Regions from separate parts of the Mus musculus genome. Here region 2 is linked to region 1. A link is a contact called in public Hi-C data. All regions are on one chromosome and are shown on one strand. The core of a region is the stretch at or near the end of the contact, and the rest is flanking DNA. Distances in the headings are between cores, read along the strand shown.

Region 1 (6,406 bases), core at 2,704-5,203:
CTCACCTGGGCTCTGACTTTAAGTTCTCTCGTTTGTGACAGACTTAGTGGCTGCCTGTATATAATTCAAGTCCCTTGCTCACTGGGGAGCAGGGTTCTTTACAGTTTGTCTTTTACCCTATCAAGGATATCTAAGTGTCATATCAATGTCTAACTGTCCCAGGGAGGGTTACAGATAAGAGCCAGTGGGGCTGAGACGGTGGCCTTCTCTGTTCTATCTGAAATTAACCTGCCTTGGGTTTCTAGAAGATGAGGTCACCCTGGCCTCCAGGGGATGCCTGGAATTAACCATCCTCTCCACCAGGCTATGTCCTGGAAGCTGTATGCATCTGACTACAGTCCAGAGTTTAAAATGGGATGTTTAAGGAGGAATCACTCAAAATGCAAATAGGTGACCAGACTCCTGAGGGGGTCAAAGGAAGGAGGTGCCCCATGGGGTAACTGAGGCAAGAGTCTCCCAAAGGACTGGAGAGATGGCTGGGTTAGATGCTTGCTAGGAGGCCTAATGGCCTGAGTTTGATCCTCAGAACCCACACAGTGGAAGGAGAGGGATGATGCCCTGAAGTTGTTCTCTGACCTTCACACACACACACACACACACACACACACACACACACACGTGATTTCTTTGAGTTAGTACAGAATGAGAAGGTATGGGGAAGTAAAATAATACTAAGGGTATGTGAAAATGTATAAAGAATCATACTTCCCATATATAAATGAACACACACAAATACTGAAGTTATGTCACTTGATCTGACAATGCTTTTCATTAGAGCCATATACAAACAAAACAAAACAAAACAAAACAAAACAAAACAAAACAAAAAACAAAAAACCCCAAACACCAGCATAAGAAATCCCTTTTTGAGTCAGGGGAGTCAAAACAATATAAGCCGTTGTTATTGTCCTTGGTTGACCCTGAGGGTCAAAGTTCTTTTTCACTGAAGCTGCCATGTACTTTGCACACAGGTCTTGGAGGATCCAAGCTGTGTCTGACCTGTAGATCTCCTCTCTGAGGACTCACTTCCCTAGCACAGGATGGTGCTGCCCAAGCTGCCAAGGGAGGAAAGCAACCAAAGGTCCTGCACCGCAATGATGCCTATGAACCACATGACCAGCAAGCATGGCACTCGTCTTGGCAGTAATTACCAGATCCCTAACTTAAGTTAGGCTAGTTAGGACTTAAGTTGTGGGCTAGTATACTGGCTAGTTTGCTATCAACTTAACCCAAGCTAGAGTGAGTCATCCGAGAGAAGGGAGCCTCAGCTGAGAAACTGTCCCCATAAGATCCAGCTGTAAGGCATTTAAATATATATATATATATATATTGATCAGTTAGGAGAGGGCCCAGCCCATTTGTGTGCTATCTCTTGGGAACTATAAGAAAGCAGGCCCGTGGAGAGTTAGCCAATAAACCCTTCTCCTCCATGGCCTCTCCATCAGTCAGCTCCTGCCTCCAAATTCCTGCCCTCATGAACTGTTATATGGAACTGTGAGCAAAATAAAGCCATTCCTTCCCAAGTTGCTTTGACCATGTACTGTTCTAGGATGAGAGGCGACATCATCTGTTTGCAGCCTTGTTTTTAAAAGGAGAGAGACTATGGGAGAGTGGGGGCTCTAAATATCCTTTAGGGAGCAAGTGTGTATAATAGTTCATCTTGTGAAATCACACAAAGTCTCCATTGGTAGCAGCTGGTGATGAAGCACATTCCGTTCATGCCGTGGGATTCTGAGTCTGCTCGGAAGCATGAAATGTCTCCAGTTTTGTTTTAAAATAAAGCTTTTTTTTGCAACAGGGTTTCTTTATGTAGCCCAAGCTGGCCTCAGACTCACAATCCTCAGTAGGGTCTCCTTATGTAGCCCAGGCTAGCCTCAAGCTCACCACCATCCTCTTGCTGCATTGCCCCAGTGCTGGCGTTACAGGGATATACCACCGTTCACGGGAAAGGCAGGGGTGGGAGGGCATTTTTTATTATGTGGGGGAAAAGACAAGCTGTAGACTCATGTTTCTGCTCAGATGTGAACAGAGCTCGCTTGGAGATGGCTCTGAGCATCACTGTGGTGTCCGGGGAGATGTTGGAGGTAGGCTTTCCAATAGGTTTGGACTATGGAGGACTTGCCCTAAAAACACATTTTTTTTAAGCAGAAGAAAAAAGAAAAAGAAAAGAGGTGGCTCTGATTTGAAAGCTGAAGGGAGCAGACAATGCAGGAATGATAACACTGTCCACCTCACAGTTTCCTAGTGTGAGCACTGACAAGCATCCATGTCACTTGACCTGGGGACCAGCCAGCTCTCCTCCTCTAGACTCAGCCTAGCAGCCACAGCAGAAAAGAAGTAGAGAGGCTTGCTTTTACAGTGGCATCTCTCCCTACCTGCTACTGTCTACTATGTGTTCTTTCAAGTTCATGCACGGAAGTCCGTATCCCCACAGTACCTCAAAATGCAGCCTTGTTTGTAAATAAAGGCCATTGCAGATGTGTTTAGGAAAGCTGAGAACATTCTAGCATACACCCAAGTTCACAGTGATAAGAAGGACGACACTGGGGCACAGACACACACTGGAGGAACTCTATGGAAGAGCAAAGGCAGAAGTGGGTGGCGCCCTTAAGGCCAAGGGCAGTCAGGATGCCAAGTGCCCAACAGAAGGCAGAGGCACCTGGGTCAGACTCTCCACAAACCTCAGAAGGCACCAGCCCTGTGCTCCTTTTTCTCATGGCAGTCAAAGCTGTGCAACAGGCTTCTACCAGCTAAGCCATGAAGCCCTAGGTGGGGTTCTGCATCACGATAGCCACAGGAAAAGCATGCACAGTGTTGCTTTAGAACTACGTCAGTATTTGAGTGAGTTTACACCAAACTGTCCCAGGGTTCCTTTTGCCCTCCAGGAGCCCCCACCCAGCTCAGTACTTACTGTCTTCAACCATTTTCACGGAGAACCTAGAGGACCGTGCCTTGAACGCCATGGCTGAGGACCAACCGGTGTGCAAAGCTTGGCCTTAGCTGAAGCAGATTCTCGCCTGGAGAGTGACACAGTACTTGAGAGGATGGTTCCCCCAAACCCACAGCCCACTTTGAACTGAGTGACTTGCATTTCCACTATGTGGACTAACACTGCCTATTCCCTGTATCCAGGTTTAATGGAATCTACTATTCCCCTCCTGGGCAAGGCTGGCCCATATCTTCCTGTTCTCGGAACACACCAGCTTTGGTCTGCCTGGAGCCTCTGGGGAGCCTCTCACCTAGGTGAGGTTGGAAGGGTGAGGGGCGGGACTTCTCCCTTTAAAACTGGGCTCAGATGTCACTCTGAGAGACCTTCCTGCACCAATGCATGTAATGACCCTTCGTTTTCTTCTTTACAAGGTCAAGTGGTTACCTCTTACAAGACTTTTATTGCATATGTCTTCCAGAATGCAATCTGCACGGAAGCAAGCCCTCTGTTCCACCTGTTAGAGCTCCCGACGCTATGCTATGCTAGGTTCCCTTCAAAATGAAGTGAGTTTTCCTGTTTGCAGAAGCTCAACTAGTGTTCCAAATCTCAACGAAGCAGGGCCGAGGGTGGAGCCCAGGATTGCTTGCAGTCTGAGCATCTCTACCTCAGCCAAAACACTACCAGAGAATCCTGCCTCCTAACACCCCAGCTTCTCTTGGCACACCACACCCTGGGGCAAGAATGCAGCAGCAAGGGAATGGACCAGTGCTTAAATGGGGCCTGTCATAGATAAAGTGGAAAAGAGCACCGAAGGACGCAAAGCCTTGCAAGGGACCCAATAGAGTATTTGATCTCGGACCAGAGCCCCACAGCCACCCCGCTGGAGCCCACCCCCAAGCCCCCTGGCCCAGCCCCGCGCGCACCAACCAGCCGCGTGCACTCAGCTTGCTCCGAAGCCTCGGTCGGCAATTCTCCAGTCTTCTGGTCCTGAACTGCGTTTGCGACGCCAAGGCAACTATTCTCACAGGAGCTGTGATGTCATAAAGCCCCGGAGGCGGGCCCGGGCACACTGGGCGGGCTGGCGGGCCGGCGGGCGCGGAGTACTGTGCAGGACTGTGGCAGCTAAAGAGCAGAAGACACGGACTCAGGGAAGGGACAACGACTAGAAGCAGAGCGATCCGGGTTGTTGCAACCCTGCAACCCGGGGACAGGGTACGTTTGCCCAGCGCACTAGCTTCTTTCACCCCCAGATTCTCCTGCCCATCCGTAAAGGATTTTGTTGCAGCTAGGGCACAGACAACAGCCTGGCTCTTCAGAGAATATTTAGGAGTCTTGGGGCCGGGGAGGACGACGGTAAAACAGTCTACAGGCTAGGAATGTGCCAAAGACAGTCTCCCTTAGCTCCTGGCGCTACTCAGGGTCGCTGGCGCCACCCAGTGGGTGGAGAGATAGAACCAAGGCAAGAAGGCCAGGGGTAGGAGTGTAGAAGGATCCTGGAATGGGTCAGGGACCCTTGAATCACCAAAGGGACAGTATCCCGCAGGGCAGTCCAGCGCTGGGCATGGGGGAGCCAGGAAGAAAGGGTGGGCCCTGCATATGTGGTTTGTTGGTTTTGTTTGTTTGTTTGTTTGTTTGTTTGTTTGTTTGTTTTTTATGCAGCTAGTGTTAAATACTCTTTGCAAGCAAGTGGCTCCCTGCCTGGTGTTGGAGGAGGGCCCTTACACTGTGGTCTAGAATTCCCAATATTCTGGCCTCAGCTTCCCAGTAGGCTGTCAAAATAGCCAGACAAACTACAAAACAAAACAAAAATAATAGGAAGAAAGAAAGGAAGAAGAAAGAAGAAGGAAGAAGGAAAGAAAAAGAGAGAAAGAGAGAAGGAAGGAAGAGAAAGAGAGAGAGAGGGAGGGAGGGAGGGAGGGAGGGAGGGAGGGAGGGAGGGAGGAAAGAAGGAAGGAAGGAAGGAAGGAAGGAAGGAAGGAAGGAAGGAAGGAAGGAAGGAAGAACAACAGTAAAACCTGCACCAGGTTTGGAGTGCTTATTTATTCAACCAGTCAAGCAAATATTTCAGAAATCATTCATCTTTCACACCACGAGGGCTTTTACGAATTTAGAAAAATAAGCCACCAAAAGAGAACAAATGAGGGTGCTACCATTCCTGGTGTTAGCACACCTGTCCTGAGTCCCCGGTGAACCCTCACAGGGTGTCCTTTAAGCCAGGTATTGTTCTCAGCGCAGATCCATTCAGTACTTACTACCATCCTGATGACTAGGTCCGGTTCTGAACCACCACCCCTCAGCATGAGGAACCAATGTGAGCCTAAGATCCTAGAAGAAAGGCACACTGTGTTCAACATTGTACAAGCCAGAGTGATCGGTGAAACCTCAAAGACTGCGGAGAGTTGGAATGCTGCAAATCTAGAGCCAAAATTATCTGAGGTAATACTAGCCCTCGAAACAGCCACTGTGATTGACAGAACATTCTTGTAACTGTTACATAACTCTTCTCGGAATGTTCACACCTCTAACTTCTACCAACACAAAGGCCGAGAATGTCCTCAGATGGCATCTGAGGCCCACAGCAGAGAGCTCCACACCCTTCCTTGTAACCCAAGTCTGTGTTCCTCGGCCATAGCCGCTCAGTGTTTGGCTAGTTACTTCCTGTGAAGCAGAGCTGGTTTTACGTCAACACCGGTGAAGGCAGTTACCCAGACACGCTCCAACTCCCACCTCTTGTGGATCTTATGCATTATTCAAAACGATGTGTCTCGTACCAGAGATCGGGGAAGCCTGGAGGCGTGCTCGGTAAAGACGATAAGCTTTCTGCTGTGCCTCTTGGTTCCTCGGAAGGTTAGAGAAGAGATCATCTAGAAGATGTGGCATGGTATGGAAATTTAAACAAATTTTTACTTACGGGGTGGGAGAGCTCAGAGGACAACTTAGGGGAGTGGATTCTCTTTCCACCCTGTGGCTTCCTGGGATCAAACTCAGGTTAGCAGGCTTGGTGACAAATGCCTTTGCCTGCTGAGATCTTTAATCTTAGTCTAACATTTGATGATGAAAGCTTATTTTAAAAATTAAGGAGATGGTGTGTAGTAAGGCCACTGTAGCTGTCCCTGCAAAAGCCCTCTATGTGGTGGCCTGGGTCCTCCTACAAATCTCTTTCCAAGCCGGGCGTGGTGGCACACGCCTTTAATCCCAGCACTCGGGAGGCAGAGGCTGGCAGATTTCTGAGTTCGAGGCCAGCCTGGACTAACAAAGTGAGTTCCAGGACAGCCAGGGCTATACAGAGAAACCCTGTCTCAAAAAAAAAAAAAAAAAAATCTCTTTCCAGCACCAAGTATGTCTAAAGTTCAAAAGTTTTCATAATAAAATGTTTTGGGAAAAACTATCAATATTCCTAAAGGGGAATTGTTCTCTTTCTCTATCCTTGAAAGGTGTATGGGTCTGGGAACAGAAGGCAGACAAGAGGAATTGCGC
Region 2 (6,406 bases), core at 1,292-3,791, 850 kb after region 1:
GTGCTCCCATCATTTGAAGAGGAGCTTAGAGTGCCCCCTTACAAGTGAAGATGGTTCAGTTCCCAGTGCCCACATAGTAGCTCACAACTCTGGTTCCAGGGGGTTTTCTGGCTTCCACAGGCACCAGGCACACATGTGGTGAACAGACATACGTGTAAGCAAAACACTCATACCCATAAAATGAAAATTAATTTAAGAAAATAAAAAATTTAAAAGAGGTAATTCCTAGTTTTCTGGCTCTGACCTCTTCCAAATAGAGTGACATAATGCCATTCTTCCACACTCAGTCATGTTTGGAGTATCAGTTGCCATGACAGCCAAGCAGGTATCATTTGACGTTTTGGTTGTGGAATCTACAGTCTCATTCCAGTCCTGGCATTCAAATGGTTGTGTTTGTTGTTCACTCTCTAATTGTTTTAAGATAGTCTTCTGTGGCTCAGGCTGACCTTGAACTCACTGGGTAGCTGAGACTCCTGCCTCCACTTCTGAAGCACTAGGGTTATAGGCACGGCCACCATACTCAGCAAAGTGGCCTTTGCTTTTCTTAGATAGCTCCAGAGGGCAAGGGTAGTGATGCTGGGAACCCAGATGGGCTGAAGAGAAGCCAGGAGTGCACCCCTCAGTGTGAAGAGGGGTTGGAAGTACTCCCCTGTGGTGCTTTAATGGGAAATGCACCTATAGGCTCAAATATTTAAACACTTGGTCCCTAGCTGGTGACTCTGTTTGGCGGAGGTATCTATGTGTGGTCTAGTGGGAGTAACTATGGGAGGATCTACACTGAGGGGGGAGGATCTACACGGAGGGGGGAGTAGCTACACTGAGGGGGAGGATCTACACTGAGGGGGGAGGAGCTACACTGAGGGGGGAGGAGCTACACTGAGGGGGAGGCTTGAGAGCACTCAGCCTCTCCCAGCTTGAAAGCACTCCTCCTTTCTCTGTTTCTACACTCTCTCTGCTTTGTGTTTGTGCTTGAAAATAAGATCGCTCAGCTTCCTGCTCTGTCGCCCAGTCTGTTGAGTGCTGCCATACTTACCCTAAGGGACTCTCATCACTCTGAAACCATAAACCGTAATCCTTCTTCCTTCCATGACCATGCCTTCCTTGGTCATGGTATTTTATCACAGCAACAGAAACGTGACTGATAGAACTCTTCATGGGAAGGGGATCTGGGAGTGCTCTCCTCAAGGGAAGAGGAGCCAAATGTGCTCCCTTCAGACAAAGAGAATCCATAAGTGCTCCAGTCATATGAAGAACTGTGAGTGCTCCCTCATGTAAGGAAGAAGTGAAGCGAAGAGCTTTCTCTGAGTGACAGGGAGTAGGGTAGGGAGGAGAGGGGAGAGAGCAGGCACATTACTTTTGCTACAGCGCCCCAGAGCATTTGCTCCATGGTATTGCTACTGCCCTGTACTATTTCTGTCACAATATCTTACCATGCTCCATTTATAAAATGAATGATCATGCCAGGCAGTAGTGGCACACGCCTTTAATCCCAGCACTTGGGAGGCAGAGGCAGGCAGATTTCTGATTTTTTGATTTTTTTGTAGACCAGCCTGGTCTACAGAGTGAATTCCAGGACAGCCAGGGCTATACAGAGAAACCCTGTCTTGGAAAAAAAAAAAAGATAGGCAAGCATATAAAACAAAAACACAAGATCCATAGGACTAAGGGCCACCCACAATTTTAGGTGCCTAGTGGGGATCTTGGAGTGTGTCCCAGGGTAATGGGGGACACACCCACTTTGATCTTTATTGAGGTCCAAGTGAATTCACCAAGGAGAGACTGTCACGTCCCTAAGGAGTATGACCATACAGGTTGTTGAAGAGTTCAAAGAACGGTTGGGGTTAAGACAACTAGGGATGAGGTAAAGGGGATAGAGAAGGAGGGAGAAGGCAGAGATCCCAGGTAGAGGCAGAACCTGTGGCCTTCATCCCAGGGTACCACTGAGTCTCCAGGGCCAACGGTCTTAGACACCCTACATTTGTCACTACTCAGGATATCACAGGGCAACCCAGTGCCTGAGAGCTGTAACATAAGTCACTACAGGAGCTGAGCGGCCCAGTACCTCAGACCCACCCAGGAGCTGTGCCACTAGAAGGTAGCTAGCTGCTTGCTGCCCCAGTTAGCTGTGACACCCAGGTAGCTGCCTAGTGTTACAATAGCAGCCCAGTGCCAGGGCCACTGGGGGTTAAAGCCCAGGGTGATGAACCTCCAGCATGAACACCCACAGCTCTGAGCTTCTAGCTCCTAAGTCTAAGAAGCAACAGGGTCCTGGATTCCAGGGCTGTGGCTGCAGCCTCTGGCTCTGTCATCTGCCAGTCCAGCTCCCAGCACCTCGGCCCTCAAGGGCTGGGACTGCTCAAACTGGAAGGCTTCTCTTTGTCTTCTCTGACTCATATCTGGGTAAAGAAGGACCCTATTGGCTGACCAGAAACAGCACAATTCTAGGGACTGCCACAGAGCTTCAACAATCTCACTCCTAGCTTGATACCTGATTATCTCCATAGCTGTGGCCTCTCCAGGCCATAGGCGGTGTGTGGTGACACCTGGTGGCCAAGAGCGGGATTGCTAGCAGTTGATGCAGCTAGGGTAAACTTCATTCTAGCCAGTGTAGGGCTGGGGAGTCGCCTAGAAGCACATAAGCAAGGGGGTGTGCGGAGTTCAGATGACACCTTGTACCTGTTTCCAAATTCTAATGAACATGATACCTTCCCCGTCACCCTTGCCACAGGCACGGGATCACTGTTGCTTTGGCTGTGGTTGTCTGGCTTTTCAGAGCCTCTGTTTCCTATTTTCTCTCTGTTTATGGGAATTATACTAGTTTGAGACCTGCTACTGGAGAACGCTATAGGGTTAAGAGGCCCACTGGAGCCCCACTATGGCTTCTGATAACTGTAATTTCTGTGTAATTGGCATTTAAAAAAGACTAGGTGTGCCTAGCTGCCAGCCCACATGCACAGACATGAGCATGTACATGCTGGGCGGGAGAGGCCCTCTGGAAAGGCAACTCCTGTGTGTGGCCAGTATGGGGTGCTGACCGTAGCATTTGCTGAATTGGTCTGGCCACCCACGTGAGAGCAGGCAGTTCTGACAGCTGCGCTGGGGTAGTGGCTGTAAATGGGGCCTGTCCTACCCTGGATGCCTGGAGGACCTGGTGTCTGTGTGTTTCTCGGTAAATGCATGTGATTGTGGAGAGCCTGGCTGGTGGCACCCAACCTGCAGCTCTGTGCTGTTTGGTCTTTGTGGTCCCCAGGCCCTTGGCCAGCCATTCCCAGGGGTGGGAAGTGATCCAGGCCTGGCCCACTTACCTTGCCTGCTCTGAGAGGGACAGGTGGCTGCATGCTTGTCCTTACACCTCACCAGAATCATCCTCCCTTCTATGCCTGTCTTCACTTTCTAGGCCCAGAGAGGTTGCAAATCCTTCTCAGGATTGCACAGGGTCCTCAGCTAGGGCTGATGAGAGGCTGGGGTGGGGCTGGTTTTTCTGACTGAGTCTATCTGCCAAGCCTGCTGTCTCAGGAGGGGGTTGCCAGTAGCTAGCAGAGCATGCTCCTGACATGTGCTGTGTTCATCTCACCATGGCTCTCCATTGCTTGCAATACGAATGAGTTTCACAGCCCACCATCCTGGCCCCACCCTCTTCAGTCTTGTGGCCATCACTCCCTGCCGAACCCTGTGCACCAGTCACCTTGCCCACTCTTCTTTCCCATTCTGGACCTTTTGCTTGGAGAGCATGGAAACTCCTATACATCCTGCAATGCCCAGCTCTGAGCACCCTCCACAGAGTTAGAGCTTCCCCAACTGCTTTCTAGGTGCTTGCTAGTCTCACTTCTCAGTGTATGTGCAAATGAGTTCCCCTCTGAGTCCCCAGCACCCAGCACCAGGCATGGAGCAAAGCAGACACAGATACATGCTGAGTGAATCAACAACACAGGCATGCTCTTGCCAGGATGCAAACTAGCTGGGAGGAAGATCCAGAGTGGGCCAGGACCGGGGTATGGGGCAGGTTGGTGGAATAGGAGTTGCCCAGGTATCCTCTCCTTAGCCCTGAAGCACCTGCTCCTGGCTCCTCCTTAGCAGGGGCTGATGATAACTCAGCTCTGGCCCCAGGTACAGGGCTCAGACTCTGAGGCCGTGCCCTGGTAGGGTAGTCAGAGACTCATCCTCCTTTCTGTCCATTTTATCAGATCGGAAGCTCAAGGCCAGTTCTGCTTGGCTGACACTAAGGTTTCTGTCCTCCCTGTTCTAGGACTTTGACCCTTTGAAGCTCAGGAAGGGTGGGAACAGGAAGGGACAGTAGTGCTGCTGTGCTGGCTCCAGGGCTTCGGCATCAGGGTCAGGGTTTGTGCCTGAAGTTCCCACCCATAGCCGAGTCATCAGGCCAACGCCCTTGGGCCAGCCGAGCCATCCCTGTGGGAGGTTGGCAGAGCCCGAGGGATGGTAGCTGGGATTGAGGCTTTCTGAATACTATCCTGCCTCCAAAGGTCAGGCCCAAAGAGAATAAGGTTCCTTTTACCACGGCTGGGGGACAAGAACTCCAGCACCAAGAAGGCCAAGTGTGCCATGACCCAAGTCTGGGCTGTTCTCTCTGTGGTTGAGGCTGGGAGGCCTCAGCTTCTTCACTGTGAACAGCACAGCCTTGGCAGCCATACCCTGGCCTACTCACTGTACACCGCCTGCACACTGAAATTTGTGCCCCAGACTAACCTGTCCTCTTGGGGAGTCTCCTCCAGACCACATGGCCTTTGCATAACATCCCACTTGTGGCTCCAGACATGGCTGCTTCTAAACAGGTAGGAGTAAGGCGGGGTTCTGCATGGAGGAGAAGGAGGAGTGAGGGGGAAGAAGGGGCTATGATGATGGTAAACTGAGTCCCAGTTAGTGGCACCAGGTGTGGCATAAAGCAAAGAAATGTTTGTAGAGAATTTAAACAACCTTGCGCACACAGCTCAGTGGAAAGGCAGGTCTTTTTCAGATAGTCGACAGTTGTGTTTGTCAAAATGTTCAGTCTATGGGCAGAGCAAAAATGCAGCAGTGGGTTGGGTGACCATGAGAGGGGTGAATGAGAAAGGTGTGCATAGGGTAGTCCAAGCTGGAACAGGAGGGAGGAGAGATAGCCCCTTGGCAACTCCATTGCTTTGGGCTAGAAATATGACTCCTCTTTCACACTCCCATATTCTATCTATTGGACCCCAGAACATTCTAGATCTCCCCCCCTCTGTTCCCCAACATTCACACCCCTGGTGAGTTCTGCAGAATGAACTCTGAGGACATTCCCGAACTTGACCCCATCCCTCCGTAAGCTTCTCTATTTCAGACCATCCTCGTGTGCAGACCTAGCTGCTCCGGCCTGATCCCTGCCCCATGTCTCTCTTGCTGCTAGCCTCCAATGCCCCAGCGTGCCTCTGCAGGAGACTTGCTTCTGTGGATACAGCCCTTTTCTGCAGTGCCTGACTGCTTGGGCTAACCTACCCCTGCCCACCTAGGGTTCCCTGGAGCCGCCACATCTCCCAGATGCTCGGTAGGCTAAAGTTGCTGCCTGGCCTGGGACCACTCCCTTTGCCCCAGACATTGCTTCCTGATGTTCAGAAGGCCTCTTTCCTTTCCTCTTTTCCAGAAGGCCCCACTACCCCATGTGTTTTCTCAGGCATGCCCTTGCTGGCCACCAGGTCTTCCATGATGACCCTCCTCACCACCGTGCTCTTCCTCTCCCTAGAGAAGTGTAGCTTCCTCAGAGCTTGGTCACTTACAGATAGTGTTCCTGTCCTCAGTGTGAAATAGCGGGGGCTTCAGGAAACAGGTGCTCTAGGAAACATGATGGACTTTCAGTGGGAAACCTGGGTGTCTTGGATAGTAGGGGAACTTGCAACATGTCCCTATCCTTTCCCCAAACTCAGTCTCCCTACCTGTGTTCTAAGGCTCAGCTCCCCTTCTCACAGCTAGTAGCATCGTGTTGGGGGAACCAAGCCTTTCCTTTATCCTTGAAGAGGGTTACCATGGAAACAGTCTTGGCTCGGGCTTAGGGAGCATCCAGTCCTTTGTTAGACTTGGGCCTGCCTTCGGCTTCCCCCTCCCCCGGCTTCCCCATCCCCCGTAGCCTGAGATCTAGCTGTGAAGAGACCAGTGACTAAGGCGGGGCCGCACAGGGAGGGGGGCATTATTTTGGCTGTACACCCCTCCCCTTCCCTCCCCAAATTGATGTTTGCGTCACCAGTTTGAAAAGCTCTCGAGGACAGGGCAGTGTAGCCGGAAGATCAAGTCCCTGGGCACTTGACCCAGAGGCATATTCCCAACCCACGTGGCTTTAGGGACCAGCTCTCCGCCCTTTTCCGTGCCCCGGGCCCTGGCATTTCCCGCTCTCCGTTCTGCAGTGATAAGCAGGGTGGGCGCCGTTGCCTGCTCGCGCCCA

What was found. Hi-C and Micro-C count contacts between places; a contact is called where the count stands out from the background.
Region 2: a Hi-C map of cortical neurons shows a contact between it and region 1, with 3 times the contacts expected there. The contact joins the enhancer-like site here to the promoter of Cfap100 in region 1. A contact is called at or near these places in 1 of 39 promoter capture datasets (the C10 cell line), 1 of 484 Hi-C or Micro-C datasets (cortical neurons) and 1 of 9 other capture datasets (liver).

Annotation. Positions count from the first base shown.
Region 1 is chr6:90,424,527-90,430,932 of GRCm38.p6, forward strand. Cfap100 (cilia and flagella associated protein 100) reads right to left here and starts at 3,954. Exons shown (of 17, transcript NM_173775.3): 1 at 3,853-3,954; 2 at 2,912-3,017. The coding sequence starts at 2,963.
Region 2 is chr6:91,278,865-91,285,270 of GRCm38.p6, forward strand. No RefSeq gene overlaps it. Among named protein-coding and RNA genes, the nearest start is that of Fbln2, 69 kb to the left of the region's middle. Within about 2 kb of position 2,542, at least 28 of the 459 cell types and tissues checked have an H3K27ac peak or open chromatin away from gene starts, as enhancers often do. A contact at or near this core is called in cortical neurons, where this site is marked.